Linked DNA regions of Mus musculus: all the other regions are linked to region 1. Evidence: chromatin contacts called from public HiChIP or PLAC-seq data. All regions are on one chromosome and are shown on one strand. The core of a region is the stretch at or near the end of the contact, and the rest is flanking DNA. Distances in the headings are between cores, read along the strand shown.

The links. HiChIP or PLAC-seq counts read pairs in DNA pulled down with a chosen protein or histone mark.
Region 2: an H3K27ac HiChIP or PLAC-seq map of extraembryonic endoderm stem cells shows a contact between it and region 1. The contact joins the enhancer-like site here to the promoter of Xrcc2 in region 1. A contact is called at or near these places in 2 of 39 promoter capture datasets (3T3-L1-derived adipocytes and the HPC-7 cell line), 1 of 484 Hi-C or Micro-C datasets (colorectal tumor organoids), 3 of 115 datasets of contacts at active chromatin or transcription factors (embryonic stem cells and extraembryonic endoderm stem cells) and 3 of 9 other capture datasets (adipose tissue, liver and pancreatic islet).
Region 3: an H3K4me3 HiChIP or PLAC-seq map of embryonic stem cells shows a contact between it and region 1, with 5 times the contacts expected there. The contact joins the enhancer-like site here to the promoter of Xrcc2 in region 1. A contact is called at or near these places in 2 of 484 Hi-C or Micro-C datasets (the N1E-115 cell line and colorectal tumor organoids), 6 of 115 datasets of contacts at active chromatin or transcription factors (the SCID.adh cell line and embryonic stem cells) and 2 of 9 other capture datasets (liver and pancreatic islet).

What each region holds. Positions count from the first base shown.
Region 1 is chr5:25,703,949-25,707,446 of GRCm38.p6, forward strand. Xrcc2 (X-ray repair complementing defective repair in Chinese hamster cells 2) reads right to left here and starts at 1,849. Exons shown (of 3, transcript NM_020570.2): 1 at 1,730-1,849. The coding sequence starts at 1,768.
Region 2 is chr5:25,652,872-25,656,369 of GRCm38.p6, forward strand. No RefSeq gene overlaps it. Among named protein-coding and RNA genes, the nearest start is that of Gm42234, 15 kb to the left of the region's middle. Within about 2 kb of position 1,805, at least 51 of the 459 cell types and tissues checked have an H3K27ac peak or open chromatin away from gene starts, as enhancers often do. A contact at or near this core is called in extraembryonic endoderm stem cells, where this site is marked.
Region 3 is chr5:25,669,768-25,673,265 of GRCm38.p6, forward strand. No RefSeq gene overlaps it. Among named protein-coding and RNA genes, the nearest start is that of Gm42234, 32 kb to the left of the region's middle. Within about 2 kb of position 1,549, at least 15 of the 459 cell types and tissues checked have an H3K27ac peak or open chromatin away from gene starts, as enhancers often do. A contact at or near this core is called in the N1E-115 cell line and embryonic stem cells, where this site is marked.

The sequences.
Region 1 (3,498 bases), core at 599-3,098:
TGTGTGTGTGTGTGTGTGTGTATGGTGTATGTGTGCGTGTGTGGTGAGTGTGTGTGTGTGTGGTGTGTGTGTGTGTATGGTGTATGTGTGCGTGTGTGGTGAGTGTGTGTGGTGTGTGTATGTGTGTGGTGTATGTGTGTGTGTGTGTGTGTGGTGAGTGTGTGTGGTGTGTGTGTGTGGTGTATGTGTGTGTGTGTGTGTGTGTGTGTGGTGAGTGTGTGTGGTGTGTGTGTGGTGTGTGGTGTGTGTGTGTGTGTGTGGTGTGTGTGCATGTGTGTGTGTGTGTGTGTGTGTGTGTGTGCGTGTGTGTCCGTCAGGCTGGGTTTACACAGGGAGATGCGTACTCCACCTATTTCTTAAAGCTCGCTTCCCAACATTGTCTTTGTTCCGACTCTACAGAACCACTGGCTGTTCCCCTAAAGCAACCTTCTTAACGCTTCAACCCCGTAGCACAGTTCCTCCTGCTGCAATGACTCCCAACCATACAATTATTTTTGAAGCTACTTCCTAACTGTCATTTTATTACTGTTATGAATTGTAATGTAAATATTTTTTGAGATAGAGGACTGCGAAAGGGGCAGTGACCCACAGGTTGGAACTGCTGCCCTTGCTAAGTTCAGACCATACCTGAGCTGCTCCCTCCTCAGCAGCAAACCACTGAACAGTCCTTACAGTGCCAGTTCAGGGGCTGGGAACGGTAGCTCTGGTGGCAGATCCCATGCCTAGGAATCATGAAAGCCTGGATTCCATCCTTGGCAGTGGATAACAGGGCACTGTAGCACACACTTGTAATCCTAGCATTCCGGAGGCAGGACGGTCAGAAGTCGAAGGTTAGGGGCCAGAGAGATGGATTTCAGTTAAGAATGGGTTTTGCTCTTACAGAGAACATGAGTTTGGCTCAGATAACTCAATTGCTAATAACCCCGGCTCCTGATCATCTGACACCTTTTCCTCTGGCCTCCAAATTCATCTACACACATGGGTACATACCAACCCACAGACACACATTCATTTACATAATTTCTACAAATAAATAACTAGGACAAGGTTATACTCAGCTGCACGGCAAGCTCAAGGCCAGCGTGAGCTACCTGGATCCCCTCTGAATACATTTAAGTTAGCTCCTCCTACAATTTGTCTTACCCTCTTTTGGAGAGGCATGCTTTTACCATATGCTGTATATTTTACAGAAGCTTCGATTATTACATTTTGTTTTGTGAGAGAGGGTCTCACTATAGAGCCCTGACTGGCCTGGACCTACCTATATAAAGGCTAACTTCAAACTCATAGAGATCTGCCTGCCTCCGCCTCTTTAGTGCTAGGATTAAAGGCGTGTACCACCATGCCTGTTGATTAATTTTGTTGTTGTTGCTTCTTATTCCCAACTCTTGGCTGACAGTACTCGAACAAGTAACACACGTTAACGTTTAACGGTTCCTGAGTGAAATGGCTTGCGTGGCTCTGGAGAGATAGACGACAGGGGTATTCTGGGATACAGAAGGCCGGATGCCACAAACAGGTTAGTTAGAGGTGAAGCAAGCTACCTAAATTTAGAAAACGTCTACTGATGCCTCAACTGGTGGTCCTCCCTTCCCCAGCTCCTGCTGCACGGCTCGCCATCCCTGACCGGTTCACTGGCGGCTGTCGCGCCGCCCCACGGTGGCCCTGGGCGCCGCTCGGCGACCTCCCCCTGTAGTGCGCGGCCCTCCCGTCGCCCCGCGGCTCTCACCTCTGTCCCGGATTCCGCTCTGCGAAAGTCGCTACACATCGCCCGGCCAGCTCCGCGGGTTCAACCTACCCGCCAGCAACGCCATTTAGCAAAAGCGCGAAAGACGCAGCCAGTCAAAGCAATGACCCTGTGTGCGCGTGCGCACTGTGCGGGCTCGGAGCCAGAGAAGCCGAGGGCATGCGCAGTAAAGCTGCGGCGCCCTCTTGGTGACGCCAGTCTCCTGCGTTTCCTTTAGTCCTTATGGTCCTTATGTTATCTTCAGTTACTCATCTCGACGGGTCTTTATCAGGCAAAATTAACATGTACGTGATTTCTAAATCTTATTTAGTTTTTTGTTTTTGTTTTTTAGAGACGAACTTCCTATGTAGTCGTGGCTGTCCTGGAATTCACTATGTAGACCAGGCTGGCCTCGAACTCACAGAAGTCTGCCTGCCTCTACCTCCTGAGTGCTGGGATTAAAGGCGATCACCACCACTGCCCGTGCTTACTTGTTCTAAAGAAACTTAAAGTACATCTTCCTGCCACGGTTGTGTATGCCTGTGATCCTAGCACTCGGGAGGCTGAGGCAGAGAATCACCAAGAGTCGGATCAGGCTATAGTTTGGGCTGTAGTATGAGATTGTGTCTCAAAGGTACTAGGACAAAAGTTTACTGATTTGGGCTTTTGGTGTGTCAGTGGTCCCAACAACTCCTGAGGCTGAAGCCAGATAATAGTTCGAGCCCAGGAGACTACTCTGGGCAGAACAGCATAACCAGATTAACAGGAGAAGTAACACCGTTACTGAGCAAGCTCGCTCTTCTTGTCCTTTCTTGAGGCAAAAGCCTATGACTGGCTGTGGTATTTATAGATAACTGGGGTGGGAAGAGAAAAATGTATATTGAATTGAAAAGAACTGTGGAAATACACTGAGCCTGTGAAGTTTTCAAGCTCTTGGTTTGGTTAGGTTTGTTGTTTGCCTTTTGTTTGTTTTCTTTCTTTCTCTCTCTCTCTCTTTCTTTCCTCCTTTCTTTTCTCTCTTTTCTCTCTTTTCTTTCTTTCTTTCTTTCTTTCTTTCATTCTTTCTTAGATATTTTCTTTATTTACATTTCAAATGCTATCCCCAAAGTCCCCTATACCCTCCCCTCGCCCTGCTTCCCAACTCACCCACTCCCATTGTCTGGCCCTGGCATTCCCCTGTACTGGGGCATATGATCTTTGCAAGACCAGGGTCTCTCCTTCCATTGATGGCCGACTAGGCCATCCTCTGCTACATATGCAGCTAGAGACACAGCTCTGGGGGAGGGGTACTGGTTAGTTCATATTGTTGTTCCTCCTATAGGGTTGCAGACCCCTTTAGCTCCTTGGGTACTTCCTCTAGCTCCTTCATTAGGGGCCCTGTGTTCCATCTGATAGATGACTGTGAGCATCCACTTCTGTATTTGCCGGACACTGGCATAGCCTCACAAGAGATAGTTATTTTCTTTTGTTTGTTTTTCTCAAGTTCTAGAAATACAGGCCAGCAGCACTCCTATGAGATTCTAGGCATTGGCACTTTAGTGCATGCTAGTTAAGCACTCTTGCAGATGAATTATATTCCCTGGCCCATTGTGTTAAGATCTTGGGTGGAGGAAGGAGTGGAGAGGAGAATAGTTTTCTTAACTGTTGCCTGTCAAACGCCCACTGATTAGATAGATAGAATATTTATACTCTGTACATCTCTGAGTACAAATCTTATGTGTACAGTACACATGAATGTCTGTACAAGACATACTACCACGCATCAGATTTGA
Region 2 (3,498 bases), core at 555-3,054, 51 kb before region 1:
TCTCCTGTGGCCTGCTCACTGGCTTGGAGATTCACCAGTTGCTGCCACCTTTCAGCTGGCCTTGCCTAAGTGTGCTTATGCACTTCTGTGATGGGTGTGGAACCACAGCCATGACTCTGCAGAGGCAAGATGCTGCTGGCTGGTCCTCCCTTCACATCACTTGACTTCCATGAACCTGCGAGCTGAGTGCTTCCTGGACTGGTTCACTGCCTTGTGACTCTGCACGTGTTTTTTCCAGGTATTCCTTGCTGTTCCATGCACATGCGCACGCGCACACGCACACACACACACACAAACGCAAACCCAGTGAAGGATACACTGAAGAGCTATAGCATAGGATAGGACAGAAATAAAAGGCTCAAACCATAGAGGTTTATGGGCACTTTTAAACACATGGGGGGTCACAGCATTTTTAAGGCACCAGAGATGCCAAAGCCAGACCAACTCCTGTTGTAAGGATCCATGCTTCGCAGAAGAATGACACCCCAGACTCACATAGGATATAAATGCAGAGTGATTTATTCTGCAGAAGTCCAGCATGCTGGGGTCTCCCATTACCAAGATAGAGAGACTCTGAAGTTCACAGGTTCAATTTAAAGCTCCTTAGGGGAATCCCGAGGTAGGTTGGCTTTGTCTTACTCTATCACAAAGGACATTCCGTTACTGGGGCGTGGGGGCCAGCAGGAAACTGCTGACCCATTGTCCTTGCTTCAGGGCAGGTGATAGGGCAGTTTCTGACTGGCTGCTCAAAGCCAAGCCTGTATTTTTAGGTCTAGTCTCCTTAACTGTTCATTTGAAGCCTGTCATGGAATCAGCCTTCTCACTGTGTTTGCTGTGGATGCAGGAGGCAGCCCAGTCCTAGGTCAGGTTAGCAGAGGGATGAAAAGGCAGAAACTCACAGCTGCTTGAAATGAAGTCAGTGATCTCACAAACATGTGCCAAATGTTTTATGCCAAACAGTTTTCAGTTGTTTGAGATGGGGTCTCATACAACCCAGGATAGCTTCAAATTTGCTACTACCCCAAATTAGCCAGCAGCCTGAACCTCCTCCTCTATCTCCTGAGTTCTAGGCATAGAGGCAGATTAGCATTTTACATAGATTATCTTCCAGCGTTGATCATTAAATATGGAACTTGGGACACCTCCATTAGCCCAAAGGACTGCTATTACTTCTGCGCAGTAACTGGACTGCTGAACACTGGGGTCCCTGGGTCCAGCCAGCCCTTCCCAGAGCCAACCCAGCTAGCAGGAGTCTATGTGGGTCCTGAAGCTGTGGAGCACTGGGCTTCTTTTAGGACTTAGAATATCTGAGGATATCAAGTTTCCTGCGTTGCCGCCCCATGCTTTTGAGCACGCGCAGTGTCCCTAGGTGTTTTTAAAAAAATGTGTTATAGTCTCAGAGATAAGCAGGAGGGAACCGCAGTAAGGAAAAGTATCAAAGTATGCTCAAAGAACCTAAGTGTAAAACAAACAAACAAAAACAAACGTATTCTAATTCCAGAGATAGGCAAGTGGGAACAGCAGTAAAGTGCTGAAGCTTTGCTCAGTCCCGAATGTAGTTCAGATGCGGAAGATCTATCTCGGGATGATCTCTCAGCAAATGGGGTCCCTTTCTTCTTACACTGATTTGGATAGGCTCCCTGAGTGTCCTACTGATGGTCAGAGAACATTCTCAGCAAGCAGATCCACTCACTAACGAAGGAGAGAGGATGAATCAATGCAGTCCCACGGACAAAGCCTGGGCCTGGAACTCAGTGCGCTCCGCCAGTCACTCTCCAGCCGCACTGCTAAGACAGCCGAGCGGGGGCCCACAGCTGTGTGGTCATGTGGACGGTCTGCCTGAGCTGGACGCTGCGTTCCTTCCTCAGCTCCTTCCTGGAGATCAGATACACCTGAGAAGGAGCAGCTCAGGGGAGGAACGGCTTATTTTGGCTCAGGGTCAGAGGATGCAGCCCCCTGTGGTGGGCAGGACAAAGGGAAGAGTGGCCTCCAGCTGCTGCCCCAGAGCGAGGCAGCTGGCCACAATGCTTCTGTAGGCAGGAACGGGGCTACTTACTAGTGCTCTGATCGTCGTTTTTCCTGCTCTTTTGTATTTATCCTGAGACCCCAGCCTACAGGACGATGCTGCACACTTTGGAAGTGGGTCTTCTTCATTAACCCTCTCTGGAAGCCCTCTCCCAGAAGTGTGCCTCCTATGTGATTCCAGTCAGGTTGACAGCGAAGGTGAGCCATCACCACTGTCTTTCTTGGTTCTCATTGAAGTAATTCCTTAGGCAAGAAGATGGGAAATAAACGGACCGCTGTCCCGGAAATATGAAGGACTGGGGGAAACATTTTCCTAGTGGCTTGGCTCCCTGCAAGCCCCACACGGGTGGGTGTGGGGTCCTTAAGGGTGCACGTAAGACGTTTGGGCCATTACCTGGCTCCCTCTCGGGTCTCCTTTCTCTCCCACAGCTTGCCGCAGAGCTATAATGAAGTGGCCAGGGTCCTTGAGGCACAGGCATCTCCTCACTGCATGGCTTCCTTAGAACAGAGTCAATTACTGGCCTTTATTCCATTCTGTCTTTACAAATTAGCTGTGAGGTAATGCGTCTTTGGGATGGGAGAGAGGGTCCCCATGCGAGGAGACTGATGGAGAGCAGAAAACATAAGTCAACACTATTTATGGTACAGATGGAAACTTGAAGGCTTACTGTGTGCTCAGCAGCTTGGAGGATTCAGGTGCTGTCTTAGTTAGGGTTTCTATTCCTGCACAAACATCATGACCAAGAAGCAGTTGGGGAGGAAAGGGTTTATTCCACTTACACACTGCTGTTTATCATCAAAGGAAGTCAGGACTAGAACTCAAGCAGGTCAAAAAGCAGGAGCTGATGCAGAGGCCATGGAGGGATGTTCCTTACTGGCTTGCTTCCCCTGGCTTGCTCAGCCTGCTTCCTTATAGAACCCAAGACTACCAGCCCAGAGATGCTACCACTCACAAGAGGCCCTCCCCCTTGATCACTAATTGAGAAAATGCCTTACAGTTGGATCTCATGGAGGCATTTCCTCAACTGAAGCTCCTTTCTCTGTGATAACTCCAGCCTGTGTCAAGTTGACGCTCAAAACCAGCCAGTACAGGTGCATACTTTTTTGTTTAAGATTTATTAATTTTATGTATATGAGTGCACTGTTGCTGTCTTCAGACACACCAGAAGAGGGCATCAGATCTCATTACAGATGGTTGTGAGCCACTATGTGGTTGCTGGGAATTGAACTCAGGACCTCTGGAAGAGCAGACAGTGCTCTTAACCACTGAGCCATCTCTCCAGCCCCAGGTGCATACTTCTAACCCCAGGATTTGGGCTGTGGAGGCAAAGAAGATCAAGGGCATCCCTTCACTACACAATGAACTTGAGGCCAGCCTGGGTTCCAGAAGACCATGGCACAAAGGTAAACTAAACAAACATGAGGCTAAGGAGTGGCTTTGGATAGGAGCACATGTTCTTGCAGGGGAGACCC
Region 3 (3,498 bases), core at 299-2,798, 34 kb before region 1:
CACACACCATTTATATACATGTACACACATACACACCATGTACACACACACACAGGTCCTTGAGAGGCTGAGGCAGGATGATCGCCACAAATCTGAGGCAAGACAGGGCCACACAGTAAGTTTCAGGCCAGCTTGGACTACAGTGGAATACCTTGTATAACAAATTGGTTGGGGCCAAGGATGTAGAGGACCTGAATTCAGATCCTAGAACTCTTATTAAAAAGCTGGGCAAGGTAGTGTGCGATTATAATTCCAGCATTGGAGGCAGAGATAGAGGATGTCTCTCTAGCCAGGCAGCCCAGGCTAAATAGTGAGTCCAAGCGAGAGACCCTGCTTTTCTCTTAGGGAAAACATATACACAAATGAGTTCTTGCCTCCACCACACACAGGTGCACCTCACCACAGGAACACACACACACACACACACACACACACACACACACACACACAGAGGTGTGGGGAGAGGAATGTTGGACATGCTTAAAGGGGTTCATTCTTCCTACCTAGAGGGCAACTTCAAAACTCAACATTTTAAATCCTGGCACAGCACTCCTCGACGTTTAACTGAAGACAAGTGTTACAAAAATTCCTTCCCAGGTCCCCCATACCTCCCCAAAATTCATTCTGGGCAACCAATGAATTCACTCGGCTTCCTAATGAAGCATAGGTGGAGGGTCATTTCTGGGTGTCTGTGAGTCACACTGCAGTCTTTACCCAGCAGGGATGAGGGCTTCCCCATAGCACATAGAGCCCCTGTGCTGGTCTTTCTAACCTATACACTCTAGCCCTTTCCTGAGGTCAATTGTGTTTTCTTGATTGAGACAGGGTCTTATCATGTAGTAGCGCGTGATGGCTTGGAACTAACTCTGTAGACCAGGCTTGCCTCAAGCTCAGAGATCTGCCTGCTTCTGTCTCCGGAACACTGTGATTAAAGGTGCGCACCACCCTACCAAGCCGTATGATGTGGCTTTTCAACATCTGAGAGAACACTGCCTACTTCATGTGGCCAAGTGTTCTCCATAACATGGTGTGTTTAGGTTTAGCTCTCACATGTAGGATCTGAATTACCTTTACATTTGCAAACTTCAGAAAGGAGAACGTTTCTTGCTGCAGAAATGCAGTGAAGTATTCCAAAGGCCCTGGGAACCCTTGTCTGTGAAGTGAGGATAAAAAAGCGATGCTTACTGGTTTGACTAGTTTCTTTTTTATTTTTAATTATGGATGAGCACGTGTGGTATGTACACATGTGTACAGGTGCTGGCAGAGGCCAGAAGAGGGCGTTGGAGCTCCTGGAGCTGGAGTTAACAGGTGGCCATGATGAGCCTTCCCAAGTGAGTATGAGTACTCATTGCCAAACTTGGGTCTTCTGCAAGAGCAGAGTCTCCAGCCCCTTGTTTGACTCATTTCAAATGAGGTGAATTTGTTTCTGCAGAGAACCTAAGAATCCCTTTTCTAATGGCGATCTGCTTGTCCATTACAATACCTCATTGTTCTAAAGGAAGGTGGCTGAGTCCTATTTTGCATGGTAAAATAGCAGCTCTGTGGGCTAGTACAGAAACAAAGAGGCATCTCTAGAATAGATCACAGAGCAGCCTCAGAGTCTGGGGCACCACATTGCCCGTGGAATCTTTAGGAGCCATCAGACTAATTCCAGAGCACCGTCCAGGAGCCTGGAAGAAAGGCATAGTCCCAGGTCCTGGGTGTGAAGCTAAGCCGTGTGCATTTGAGCAGGAACCCGGGCTCATTTGCACAGCCACTGAGCTTAGGACTACTGCTGCAAAACAGCAAGACCTGAACCCCAAGTGCCCACGTGGTCATGAGTACTTTGTCCTAGGAAGTATCTGGATCGGGATTTACGGTCACATAGCAAAGCAATCCCTTCTGATCTGTGTTAGGTCACAGCGACTTTAACTACTCAGTCAAGGGCTATTTATTATATTCTTCTGAGCCAGGTTCCAAGACACGTGTTACATATACGAAGATGTGTATTTTACCCTTAGTTTCTATAACTTAGTTTCTAGACAGGCTAGCCTGGAGAGAGGAAGTGGTCCCAGATATCGTGTTGGACTTGTCCTTCAGTGCTGAAGTTCCGCGGTGTGCCGCCCACCACGCACCGCCGTGCCAGCTTCCCTGGAGGATAGAACCCAGGGCCCCCAGCACACCGGGCAAGTGCTCCAGCACTGAGTCATAGCCCCGCCTCTAATACTTTAATTTAATAGACCTTATTAGATTTTAGCATGAAGAGTAGGACATGTTGCTTTAATAAGCCTCTCACTCACCCAAATGTGAAATGCATGTTCTCATACGAAACCAGGTTTGTTCTCTCTCTCCGCACCCTGCTCTTCATTAGATGAGTCCAATTTAAATGGCACATTGAACATTTAGAATAGTTCCAGAAGCGCTCTGCTAAACACATGCAGCTACAAAGCTGAGCACAACATTGAGCACGGGGGGAGGGGGGGGGGGAACACACGACAATTGTGGGCGTGGACGGCTGAAAACTGCGGCTTGCGCACGTGCACGCGTGCGCGTACACGGAGAACCCCACCCTCGTGATCTCAGGGCAATCGAACAGTGTCGCTGGCCAGAAACAATCTGCTTCCTAACTCTCCAGCCAACAGCCACGACTGACTGAGAGCCTCCTATGCAACAAAGCAACAAACTCGGTGGAAGCTATAAAAGTATAGGATTGAAAACTAGTTCTCTTGGAACTAACTGGGAGGTTAGCCAAGTGAGTACACAAGTCTCAAATGGAGGATACTGTTAAGTTTGCAGGCGTTAGCTCTGTCAAGGAGGATCAGAGAGGCCTCAAAGGACATGAAGGATTTGAGCCAGGCCGTTTATTTAGTTTTGTTTATTGAGTTAGGGTCTCAGATAGCTGAGGCTGGCCTTGAACTTGCTCTGTACCTGAGGCCTCTTGCCTCTACCTCTCAAGTGCCGGGATTCAGCCTTGAACAGCTCAGTAGACTAAGTTAAAGAAAATCATAGAGCCCATGATTTTCAGTCCTGAGGGAGACAGTCGCTCTCATGGGTCGCTCCTTTAGAAATGTTTTCTTGTGAGTTTGGGGTATCTGGGATTTGGGTCTGAGGTCTAGATCTGTCACTGTCCCACGCAGGCATTAGCCACCACATAAAGAAAGCCATCCACACTTGGACGCTGCTTAGCTGATCAAGGCATGGGAACTTCCTCTGCTTCCCTGGGGAGATGCTAGTGAGTTAGTCTCACTGCCTCACCCTCCCTCATGGCTTTGGCCAGGAGGAATGCTAGCTGAAAATGACATGGAGGTGTGCTCCTCACTCCCCATATCGTCCTGGTTCATTATGCCCTCTGGGGCGTGCTCTTCCTATAGGGGGAAGGCCTAACCAACGCTGCTGGCAGATGGATTATCTAAAACTATCAAGCAAAGCTCTCTGGCCCGTCCTTTTCTAGATTGCCAACAGAATAAATATCCAATAGTGAAAGAGGGAAAATAAAGAAGTAGAGATTTAGAACAGCTA